Regions from separate parts of the Gossypium arboreum genome. Here region 1 is linked to region 2. Evidence: chromatin contacts called from public Hi-C data. All regions are on one chromosome and are shown on one strand. Each heading gives the region's core, a stretch centred on a gene start, on an enhancer-like site or on the middle of the called end of the contact. The rest is flanking DNA. Distances are from core to core; before and after follow the strand shown. Region 1 holds the start of LOC108484233 (external alternative NAD(P)H-ubiquinone oxidoreductase B2, mitochondrial-like). Region 2 holds the start of LOC108455908 (sugar carrier protein C-like).

Evidence for each region. Hi-C and Micro-C count contacts between places; a contact is called where the count stands out from the background.
Region 1: a Hi-C map of leaf shows a contact between it and region 2, with 3 times the contacts expected there. The contact joins the promoter of LOC108484233 here to the promoter of LOC108455908 in region 2. A contact is called at or near these places in 3 of 5 Hi-C or Micro-C datasets (all in leaf).

What each region holds. Positions count from the first base shown.
Region 1 is chr6:42,208,777-42,211,864 of ASM2569848v2, forward strand. It overlaps LOC108484233 (external alternative NAD(P)H-ubiquinone oxidoreductase B2, mitochondrial-like), which reads right to left and starts at 1,377. Exons shown (of 11, transcript XM_053030250.1): 1 at 1,020-1,377; 2 at 740-884; 3 at 1-104. The coding sequence starts at 828.
Region 2 is chr6:41,892,309-41,895,248 of ASM2569848v2, forward strand. LOC108455908 (sugar carrier protein C-like) reads left to right here and starts at 1,394. Exons shown (of 4, transcript XM_017754483.2): 1 at 1,394-1,773; 2 at 1,857-2,179. The coding sequence starts at 1,641.

The DNA of each region.
Region 1 (3,088 bases), core at 127-2,626, 320 kb after region 2:
CAATTCGACGGTCATCATTAGATGCCACCGCATCAGCATGAGCAATATGGCCCTTACTGCCATTGAATGCGTTTGCTTCAGCATAAGCTATAAGGCTCCCACCACTGCACCAAAAAAATGCAATAGACTTAGAGCTGAAGGAGAATGCTTAATGGAAAGTTTCAAACATACAGTTCGTTTTTAACTAATCTTGAGAAATTAATAAATTACGCACTCAAGCTCCTAAACTTTGCAGATACATTCAAACAGGACAAATTTTTAGATCTTTTCCCATTTCCTTTACAATTTTAAAGAAGCAAATAAAGCTTCAATTTTCCTAGCGTGCATAATTCACTCACACCGGCCTTTAGGCAGAGATGACAGTTCTCTTCCTCCCTATAATCCAAAACATATTTGCTCTGTTCTTCAGACTTCCGACAGAGCATTTCAATATTCCAAATTTCAGCTCAAAATCTCAAAAAAAAAAAAAACATCATTCATCAGATGGGCCTAAAAACAATCGCCTATCTAAATGCAGAGAGAATCTACAAACAAAAAACAGCATGAACCACAAATCAATATTAAGAAACTAAATCTATGATAATAAAAAAATAGAAACACAAAGAGGCACTCAGGTCATGCTTAACAACTTCATAGAACCAAAAAGCAAATAAAATATTTGTATATAAAGTTATAAATACAAGAAAAATGCTTAAAAAATGGGGAAAAAAAAGAAAGAAAGAAGGAATGAAAAAAGCACCTGATAGTAGAGACGACGATGACCTTAGAAAGAGAAGGATAATCATTAAAAGCCCTGGATAATCTCCGGAAGAAGTTGAAGTTCCTCATCTTGGTGCTCTGTAGATCTGTTCTTTTACTTGTTTAGCCTATATGAACCAAGAAAACTGGAGGAAAATCACAGAGAAAGCGGTTACGTATTAAAAATACAAAAAGGCAGAAGAAGGAAAAAAAAGAAAAAGAGTAGATGAGAAACGCGAGGTTCGTGGCATTGTCACACGATGGTTCCAGGTCTTTACTACCTCACTTTCTTTTTCAATGACTTGGAGAGCAAGGCAGAGGCGGCAACGTGCTACTATATTTATGGAATCATTATTATATAATTTTTGGTCAAAATATTTTAATGAATTAAATATTAAATAGTATCTGGATCCTTAATTGCGCCGCCGTCACTACATTATGACCGCTACGTCTCTGTGAAAAACCTGTGTCCGTTGGATCCATCAATCCTCGGAATTTATTTTTTCTTATTCTCTTTCTTTAATTTAAGAGATTTTTCAATGATTCATGCTTTTTTCTTAGATAGACCGTTGAACCTAATTAGGGTTTTGAACCCCAACCCCCCCCCCCCCAAAAAAAAAAAAATTACAAATCATATGTAATATATTGATTTCCTTTTAACAATCAATTCTTTTTATAAAACAATAAAGGGTATTTTTGTCATTTCAAATAATGTAAAATTTTAAAAATATGAATTGAATTTAAAATACAGTAATTTTCTTTGTCTTTATTATTTCATTAAAAGCTTCATTTTATTTTAGAATTAATTATTTATATATAAAATTTTATTCACTCAAATCATAATCTTGTTATTCTAAAAGTTTTATTTTATTAAAATTCAAATTTTAAAATTTAAAATTCTAATTAATTAAATTTTTATATTGGCTGTCTAAAAAACTCTTATATTGACATTTTAAAATTCATGATAATGACATATACTAAAAAAATTTTAATTAGAATTTTAAATTTTAATAAAAATTAAAATTTAATCTTTGAACCATAAATAAAACGTGTTAAATATCAAGAAATAAAAAATATTTTAATAATCACTGAAATCAAAATAAAATAAAATCATGAAGCCTTCCTAAAATTAAAGGCGGGAAAAAGAAAAGAAAGAAAGAAAGGCAGGCCTAATATTGGAAGAGAAAAGTACATATATAGAATGAGCATATAAAGGACAGGCTGTTAATTGTAGAATGTTAGGTGGTCAAATAGAAGGTGGTAATAAAGTCGGCAATTGGCATGCTTTACGTCATTGTTTTGTACACACACCACAAACATTGCTGACAACCTCCATGTTTTCCTTTGCCGCAAAGCATATTTTTCATGTTCTCTTTTGGTAATCAATAAGCGGTCCATAATTTATGGAATCCAATTTATTTTTTTTAAAAGTAAATAATATAAATAATGTATGGTGGCCACTCTTAAAATATCAACATTAACATACTAAAATCAATATAAGTATCAAATGTTTTAAATATGGATTTTAACCTGTCAATGGATTCATATTCATGTTCAAATTCTAATTTATATTATTTTTAATTCATTTTTATATTGTGAGCCAATTAAATTATAAAAATTAAAACAACTTATTTTAGTTATATATGCTTAGGATCATATGTTTCTATCGTTTATATAATATTTTATACTTTTTAACTAACATAAAAATATAATATTTATTTTCATATTATAAAATAAATATTAAATAAAGCTATAATTTGATTCTATTTGAATACTTATCATATTTTAATTTATAAAGCACAAAACTATTCACTCTATCAATAATTGAGCCGAATCTGGTGCATTATAAGGGATTTACCTTTTCTATTGATTCTTACGAATTGGATAAAAAACATTTCTTGAATGAGGTATTCAACTCTAGGGATGAATCGAAAAGAAATCTTTATCGACTCTACCTCCTATTTTTATGAATAAAATGAATCTTTTTATTGAAGGATAAAAAAAAAATAGGTTTGAATCTTCCATGGGAATGATTTAGAAGATCCAAAACAAAATAGTGGTATTTGTACTAAACTAAATGTATTAATTTAGTGTTGGAACATTCCAATATGTATAATGTTTTAATAGTTATAATTGAAAAATTACAAGTGATTCAAAAGTTATATCTTTTAAATATTGAAAGTTTTGTCACTTGATTAATTAATAAAGAATTATAACTATTCAAGTCATATTTGTTGAATAGCTATGTTTTTTAAGAAATGTGTATAAATAAAAGCTAAATTTCCTTTGCATGGAATACCAAAATTGAGAAACACAAGTTATTAACGTTCTTCTATCTCCTACTATCTTT
Region 2 (2,940 bases), core at 144-2,643:
AGGAAAACACAATGGGCCTTCCAATATAATCAACTAATTCATGTTGTCCATTATAATCATAGGCGGTGACCTTGTTAGTATAACTTGTTACAACTTAATGTTGTCACAGGTTATAATAACAGGGTCATCGCCTTTGGTGGTGGTGGATAAGACGTATTACTTTGTTATACTGAAACACCACTGTATTTTTCTTCCTCGTATTTATTTTTGAGTTTTACAAAGCATCCTCTTTTGATGAGAAACTTGTTGTCATGTCCGCATAACCACTGTCAACTACGACCCCATTTATGCTCCATCCATTGACAACATAACCTTTGTAAACTTGAAGCCTTAGTTACACTTCAACCCTAGACCGTATAATCACCTTCAGCTAGGACCTTGAGTTACAGCACGATCCGGCTTCCTGAGTGATGGCTCTATACTCACATGGCAAATGAAATTTGTAGGACACCCATCTCCATGATACCATCGTAAATTCAAACATTTCTTAAAATTATAACTATGTCTATCTCAAACATGGACAAAAATAAATCTACAAACCTTTAATTTCCAACCGTAAGAAAAAAAAAGAAAAAACTATTTTTTACCAAAGTGAAAACGTGACTTGCAGGGAGTGTTTTCACTACCACCTTAGTGAAAACGCACCCTGCAGGTCGCATTTTTTGTTCTCTTTCCTGAAAACGCGTCCTACATGGCATGTATTCATTAATGTGGCAGTGAAAACTTGCCTTACAGGTCGCATTTTCAAAGGAGAGAAGAAAAACAACGTAGATCTGTAATCTTTTTGCAAAATCAACTTAGTTTCTCAAAAAACAATTTCCAGCATATTTCATTAAATTAACCTTGTTACTCTCATGAAAGAGAAACCCAATTTTTAAATTTATTTTATTATATATTTTAGAATTTATTATATTTTTAAATAATATTTATGCATTTTATATGTTTCTTTAATTTTTGAAAATTAAGACCAAAATGAAATAATATATAAATATTGGGGCTTACTTTTTAAAACTATGATTAAATTGACATAATATGTAAATGTTGAGAGTTAAATTTATTATTACACTAATTTTTAAGCAGCAACCTCACTCTCATGTTAAGTAGTTAATGACATTTAACGGAAAATGATTAAAATTAAATCCAATTAGTTGAGTGACCATTTTAATAAAATTCATAGTTGAGTGGCCAAATAAAAAAAATTCATAGTTGACTAACGAGTGGTGTAGTTTACCCTATTTCTAAATATATCAAAAAATAATAAAATCTACAAAAATAATTTTATTATAAATATCTTATTACAAATAGGTATCTATTAGAGAAAGAGATTTTGATGTCATCTAACCAATAAAATAAAATAAAATAAAATCTAGTAATATGATTTTATTTTAAATATCTCGTTATAAGCAGATATCTGTCATTTATCCATTTTAATACATTAGGGTTTCCAAACATAAAATTTTGATAAGTAATAATGTACTTTGAATTTTGTTTATTAATAATTATAATAATATAATTTTTCTATATAAGGAAGTCCCATGCTGTTCTAACACCTCTTATCTTCTTTCACTGATCTTATATACTATACACTAAGTATTTGTTCTTCCTTTTCTAGTTTCCATTGAGGAAAAGACAGATAAAACATGCCGGCGGCAGGAGGAATTGGGCCGGGAAACGGCAAGGAATACCCGGGAAACCTCACTCCATTCGTCACTATAACATGTATTGTCGCCGCCATGGGTGGTTTGATTTTCGGCTACGATATTGGGATTTCAGGTAACATTTAAAAACACACACACAATTGACCCATACATTTTTGTTTGTTTTACGTAGAAACCAATGGTTTTTTTTTTTTATAGGCGGAGTGACGACTATGACTCCTTTTCTTCAAAAGTTCTTCCGAGAAGTTTGGGAGAAGAAGGAAGCTAACAAGTCGACGAATCAGTACTGCCAATACGACAGTCAAACACTGACGATGTTCACTTCGTCACTGTATTTGGCTGCTCTTTTGGCGTCACTGGTGGCTTCAACTGTCACCCGTAAGCTTGGGAGGAGATTATCCATGCTTTTTGGTGGTTTACTCTTCTTTGCCGGAGCTCTTATCAATGGCTTTGCTAAAGCTGTTTGGATGTTGATTGTTGGTAGATTGTTACTTGGTTTCGGTATCGGTTTCGCAAATCAAGTAAGAACCATCAAGTCTTAGTCTTAGTTTTTGTTTTTTTTTTTCTTTTCTTTTCTTTGCAAGTTGTTCGTTAAAGAATAAAAAATAATGTGCTGTCTGAAAGGAGTGGCAAAAAAAAGAGAAGTACATATCTTAGTCTTCTTTATGCATTGGGGTTCATTTTTTAATTTAGATTTTTGCTGGATTTTTGTCGTCTAATGTGTCTCTTTGTGTTCTTCAGAGCTCCTTTTTAGATGGTTCTAAAATCTCAGTATTAACAAAGCAGACAAACTTGTTCTGATCCAGATATGATCTTTTGTATCCCTTGTTTTAACTGGATAAAAACCTTATCTGGGTTTGATTTCTTGAGATCTGACAAGTAAATCTCTGATAAATGGTTTAAAGTTATGAAGCTTGTTCCTGTAACTGTTGCTTTTCCTTGTCAGACAAGGCTTGTTTTTCTTTGCATGACACGTCTTTGCACCATTTTTTTCCGCTAAAAGTTCACTCCTTGATGCAACGGGCGTTGAAAAAAAAATATTAGCTTCTGTTTTTAGTCCAATGAATATTGATAAACCCATGTTTGTTGACCCCTTTTTTGCATTATTTTGTTGCCTAACTTCTTTTATCTAATCGGTGGCAGAAAAGTTTTCAATAAATAATTTTATCATTTTAATAGTTTTTATCTTTATATAAAAGATAGAATTAAATTTTATTATTTTTAAAGGGTATTTTATCATTATTAATTTAAAATTTTTATAAATTTTATAAAGGACCGTTTT